2 separate regions of the Oryctolagus cuniculus genome follow, and region 2 is linked to region 1. A link is a contact called in public Hi-C data. All regions are on one chromosome and are shown on one strand. Each heading gives the region's core, a stretch centred on a gene start, on an enhancer-like site or on the middle of the called end of the contact. The rest is flanking DNA. Distances are from core to core; before and after follow the strand shown. Region 1 holds the start of HEY1 (hes related family bHLH transcription factor with YRPW motif 1). Region 2 overlaps LOC138849931 (a long non-coding RNA gene).

The links. Hi-C and Micro-C count contacts between places; a contact is called where the count stands out from the background.
Region 2: a contact with region 1 is called in a Hi-C map of liver, with 4 times the contacts expected there. The contact joins the enhancer-like site here to the promoter of HEY1 in region 1. A contact is called at or near these places in 2 of 6 Hi-C or Micro-C datasets (liver and psoas muscle).

Annotation. Positions count from the first base shown.
Region 1 is chr6:105,308,600-105,311,350 of mOryCun1.1, forward strand. HEY1 (hes related family bHLH transcription factor with YRPW motif 1) reads right to left here and starts at 1,375. Exons shown (of 5, transcript XM_008255689.4): 1 at 1,027-1,375; 2 at 836-911; 3 at 612-695; 4 at 322-403. The coding sequence starts at 1,115.
Region 2 is chr6:105,365,583-105,368,333 of mOryCun1.1, forward strand. The region is part of intron 1 of LOC138849931 (a long non-coding RNA gene); the gene reads right to left. Among named protein-coding and RNA genes, the nearest start is that of HEY1, 57 kb to the left of the region's middle. Within about 2 kb of position 1,324, at least 4 of the 8 cell types and tissues checked have an H3K27ac peak or open chromatin away from gene starts, as enhancers often do.

The DNA of each region.
Region 1 (2,751 bases), core at 125-2,624:
CCTTCAAAATGGCAGGAGCCAATGTGAGAACTCCCTGGCTGGAATCAGGGCTGCCCCAACTTCAGGGGACTTCGGGAATAACAGGCATTGTCCAAAAAGATGCATTTGCTCAATCTGCAGAGGGTGCGGGCGATGAAGTCACTGGAGGAAATGTTGCTGTGCGTTTGAAAATGTACCATCAGGCGAGTGCACGCACCGTTCAGAAATGAGAGACACCAGGCGGTGACTGCGCCGGTCTGGTCCGCTGCTGCCGCTGCTCTCTGCACCCCCATAGTCGGGAGCCCCCCACCCCGCCCCGCCAGGAAATACGGAGCCATATACCTTTCCCTCCCGCAGTGTGCAGCATTTTCAGATGATCCACCGTCATCTGCAGGATCTCGGCTTTCTCTAGCTTAGCGGAGCCCTGGAGAAGAGAACAGCAAGATTGCTGGGCCTATGAGAACTTAACGCACGGACACACAGAAACCGTCAAGCGTAGACCCAAGGAAACAACGCGTCTAAAATGCGTGGGAACCGCCGCAGGACTTCAGCCGCGGCTCCCCTCCGAGGCTCGGGGGCAGCGGGTTCGGAAGGCGCGCGCAACTCGGAGCTCGCCCTTCTCCCTCCATTACCTGCTTCTCAAAGGCGCTGGGTACCAGCCTCCTCAGCTCGGACAAACTGTTATTGATCCGGTCTCGTCGGCGCTTCTCAATGATCTGCAGAAAGCAGGCACAACAAAGGAGGACATTGCCACTACTGCTGGACACCCCGCAGGGAAGAAACGGTGGTCCTCCCCGTTAATGCGTAACCAAGATAGTCACAACAGTAAGTAAATAAGGATTATCCAGAGACTCACGCCTCTCCGACGTTTCCTGGCCAAGATCTGGGAAGATGTGGTTGGAGACATGGAACCCAGAGCCGAACTCAAGTTTCTAAGGGCAGAGAGAGAGAGACAAGGGGCAGGGGAGGCCCCGTTCAGCGAGGGGAGGGGACCCGCGAGGTCTCCCCCGCGCCCTGCCCGGCCGCTCGCTGTCACCGCGGACTCACCCATTCTCGTCCGCACTCTCCTTCTCCACCTCTACGGTCTCGTCCAGCTCGCTATCCGACGAGCTGTACTCGGGGTGAGCGCGCTTCATGCTGCGGCAGCTCCGGGGCTCCTGGGGAGGGTCGGCGCGGCGGGCAGGGAGTTCACCACGGCGGCGCCTCTCCGCGCTCGGCTGCTCGCGCCCGCCACACACTGATCCCGCTCGCGCTCTGCCTCGGGTTAAAACTCAACCATCCCTTTCCCACGCTGAGCCCCTTCCCAGGGCCCTGGGGAGGGCGGGCGAGGAGGCGGAGGGGCGGGGCGGCGGCTGCCGGGCAACAGCTTCACCCCCACCACCACCACCCCCGCCACGGCCAATCCGACTCCTCGCCCCGCTGATTGGCAGCCGCCAGGGCAGGGGGGCGGAGCGAGGCGGAGGGCGAGGGCGGGCCGCGCCCCCGGCGGCGGTGCGTCGGCTCCGCGGGGGCTCCGCAGTAGGGGGGTGACGGAGGAGGCGCAGGCGGCGGTGGGCCGGCGGCGGGGAGGCGCTGGGGGCCGGGCCGGGACACCAGCCCGCCGGCGGCCGCTGCCCCGCCCCGCCCCGCGCGCCCCGATTGGCCTGGCCGCGCGCCAGAGCCGCGCCTGCAGCGCCGCCGCTGAGCCGCACGCGCCGCGGGCCGTGGGAAAGTGCCGGCGCCGCGGCCGCCAGCCAATCCGGGCGGACGGCGACGGCGGCCGCGCTGGCGGCGGCGGCGGCGGCGCTGGGCGTCCGCATGAATGGAGAAGAATGGGCAGGCGGAGGAGCGGGGCCGCGCGATGGCGCGCAGGCCGGAGCTGGGCGGCCGGCCGCGGGCTGGGCCCCCCGTGTGAACCTGTAATCGGAGCCCGGGCGCCGGCCGGCCCCGGAAACCGCCGCCCAGCGACGCCGTAAATCTCGGCTGCGTGGCCGCCTGTGTCCGGCGACCGGAGGGCGCGCGCCGCTGGCGGGGCCGCAGCTGGTGCACCTGGCCCGGCCGCGCGCCGGCCGCTCGGGGCAGCCAAGCCGGGAAGCGGGGAGAGGGCCGCCCAGGCGCCGGGCGCGCCCGCGGTGGCCGCCGTCCCAGGGGCCGGCCGCTTGGAGGGGCAGGACTTGGGTTGAGGGATGTCCTTTTTCGGGGTTGGGGCCCTTGGCCTCGCGGGGAGCCAGACGCCTCCGGGATGGAGTGAATTCCCCGGTGCTTGTAATTTCCGGGGCAATGGAGCGCTTGTTTTCTGGGCTGAAAGCGAGGGAGTGGGGGATCCTTGGGGATATTCATTATGTTTTTGTTTTTTTTTTTTTTCTTTTCTTTTCCCCAGGCGTCGGCGGCTAGATCCTTTCCGCGGGCGACAGGGTGGCGGGTTGGGCGTTTATTTCTGGGCCCCGCCTCGCTGCGGGAGAGCACGAGCAGCCCTTCTGCTCTGGCCTGGCTGTGCGGTGGCGCCTATTAGGAGCTACGTGAGGTCCCACGAGACCCTCCCCCCAAGGAGGACAGATTTAAAAAAAAAAAAAATATACGGTTTTACATCCCCAGATCCATTCCTAATGCCAGGTTTTGTAGAAATGGGCAGGAGGGTTACTGTGAATTTGAAAACCCGGTCGTCTCTGTCCCTTATGGTGGCTAAATGCACGCATGGGCTTGCAGCCGGCTCTGTGAAATAAAGCTATAGGGACGTGGTTGAGAGTGCCAGAGGAATGTGCTCCCCTTGGCAAGTAGCTTTTCCTATGCTGG
Region 2 (2,751 bases), core at 74-2,573, 57 kb after region 1:
ATCTAAGGGAATCCAGTGCAACACCTGAGTTCTTGACAAGATGCTAATTGTCTCTTTTTATGAGTCACCAGAGACATGCAGCCGAGAGGGGCACTCCTAAGAATGTAAACACTGAGTGAGTCAGATGCCGCACAACGAACTCTGCCTTTGCTCTGGGTGTCGCTCACCGCAGAGGGGGTGATCCTGCAGCCCACGGCGGGGGGGGTGGGGGTATCCTGGCAGGTTTCCTTGGGCCCCCGACAAGGCTCAAAACTCCAGAAGTTTCTCGGTCCAAGAGAAGGAGCACTGAGCATGGAGCACACAGTTGTTTTGGGGTCATTTTTTTTCATCATCAGCAGCTGCAGGCTCAAAACTCTTGTGCCAACCGGAAGATCGGGGAGCAAGGCGCAGCCTCGGGGGTTGTTTTCTGCCCGGTTCTGAGGAAGCTGCTGTAGGAATTTTTGCCTCCAGCCTCTTGTTGAGTGACAGGGAAAGAAACAAGGATCACTTGAAGGCTCCCCAATTCAAATGGCCTGTACAGAATGCCGGGCCCTGGCTGCCCTGCAGAAAGCCACTCTGGTGCCAGCTTAGGGAGCGAATGTGTCCTCCCCCACCCCGCCCCCCGCCCCAGTCTCCTGGAAAGGCCTCCTCTCTTCCCCCTGCTGAGGGGCTGGATTTCAAAGCAGCTGACTTCTTGCTCTTTCCAATCCCACTGCAAGTGTTCCCGTTTTAATTCTGAGACTTTTCCCCCCAATTTTCCATTCCTCTGATGCTTGCCCGGGAAAGCTGGCAGCTTGCAGCCCTGCAATGGCATCAGATTATTAAGCAGAGAATGGGAATTCGAGGAAGCTTTCTCAGCAATGGCGGCGGTGGAGGCGGCAGCCGCAGCAGCAGCACAGTTACGGGCTTGAGAGCTCGCGTTGCATGTTAATGAAATGCAATAAAACATCAAACCCTAAAGGTACCGGTGAAAGCCACCCAAATCCCTCCTGGAGTTTGGCTTCTGCAGCTGTGGATCTAACAGTTCCATGTTTGCCCCCTGCTCCCATAGCCACAGGCTTCCTCCTGTACAGACGCACACAGCCTCACTCCCAAACCAGGTGTGTTTGCAGCAGTGACGGCCCCATCTTTCCCTGACACCATGGAGCCTTCCAGTCTAAAACCCCGGAATCTGGAGCCAGGGGGAGAAGTAGACAGTAATTAAGTTAGCTGTGAGCCGCCTGGGGTATTTCATCACAGCTGCCTGCCTCTGTCTCCCCAGCAGCCCTCCCACATCTTCCTACGGAGGACCGGCTGTGTGCGCGCAGGAGGTGCTGTTTCCCACAGCTCTGATCTAATTCCGCTGAAATTCAATCTCCGTGTGACCAACCTCAGCCGGCGCTCTCCCACCCGCCGCCGGCCTCCCTTCTGCAGGCTGTGCGCGCTGCCCATTTACCCCGTCAATCCGGCAGCCTCCGCTCCACCAGCCCCTGGGTATACACTTACGGTGTCAGCGGGCCAGCCTTGGGGGCCTGCCTGCTGCCCGGACGCTCACCCCGTGCTCCGAGGGGAGACACCCTATACCTGCCACTCAGCGGCTTGAATGGGGCTCCTGAGTTACCGCAGGAGAAAAGGCAGCCGAGCCAGCCAAGGCTGAGAAACCGAAACAGATGTAAAAGACATCAGGCTGGGTTTTGCATGGATCTTCAGCGCCCAGAAAGATTTATGGCCCCTTTCAACCCTCTTTTAACATCCGTTGAACCGTGCTCGTTGGATGATGAGGGCACAAGACTGGCAGTCGTACAGACACCAGAGCTGCAGGGCATGCCCTGGGGTCTGTAGACCCTGGCTTCCTCTCCATGTCCATTTGTCCCGCTGTGTTTGGTGGGGGGCATTCCTCAACCCACTCTTCAGAACTCTGCGTCCCCAGAGAGCCCAAAGCTGCCAGTGGCTTTGACCCTAAACAGCCTTCCATTTGCTTATTTTTTTTTTTTTTTTTGACAGGCACAGAGTGGACAGCAAGAGGGAAAGACAGAGAGAAAGGTCTTCCTTTTCCTTTGGTTCACCCAATGGCCGCTTCGGCCAGCGTGTTGTGGCTGGTGCACCGCGCTGATCCGAAGCCAGGAGCCAGGTGCTTCTCCTGGTCTTCCATGCGGGTGCAGGGCCCAAGGACTTGGGCCATCCTCCACTGCACTCCCGGGCCACAGCAGAGAGGAGCCACGGGGACAGAATCCGGCGCCTGGACAGTGACTAGAACCCAGGGTGCCAGCGTCGCAGGTGGAGGATTAGCTTAGTGAGCCATGGTGCCGGCCCTTCGTTTGCTTCTATACCTTCCTACCCAACGAAGAAACAGTAAAGCTCTTATAGAAAGGTAGAGATGCAGGGGGCCAGCACTGGCCAACCATGCAAGGGCCTTGGCATTCTTTTGGTCTAATTGTTACCTAATCATGTTATACAGGATCAGGCGCACTTTCCTCTCCACTGAGAAAGCTTTGAACTTGGCTTAGCATTTCCTGCAAGAGGAGGATTCCTACCTTGGGGCTGGAGGCACAGGAAGGCAAAGGTTTGTGAGAGTCTTTTTACAAGCTCTAGGCAGTGAAAGGCAAGGGGGTTACAAAGGCATCGTAATTAGGAATGATGCGTTGAGGCAGGCCAGCACCTCTGGAACCTGACCCTGCTCGTCTCGGACTGCCGCAGAAACATGGGAAATTCAACCTGACTTCAGCACCTGAGCACCCAGGCTGTTTCCCGAGGGATGAATCCCCGTGGCCTTTCGATCTCTCAGACGCTCTC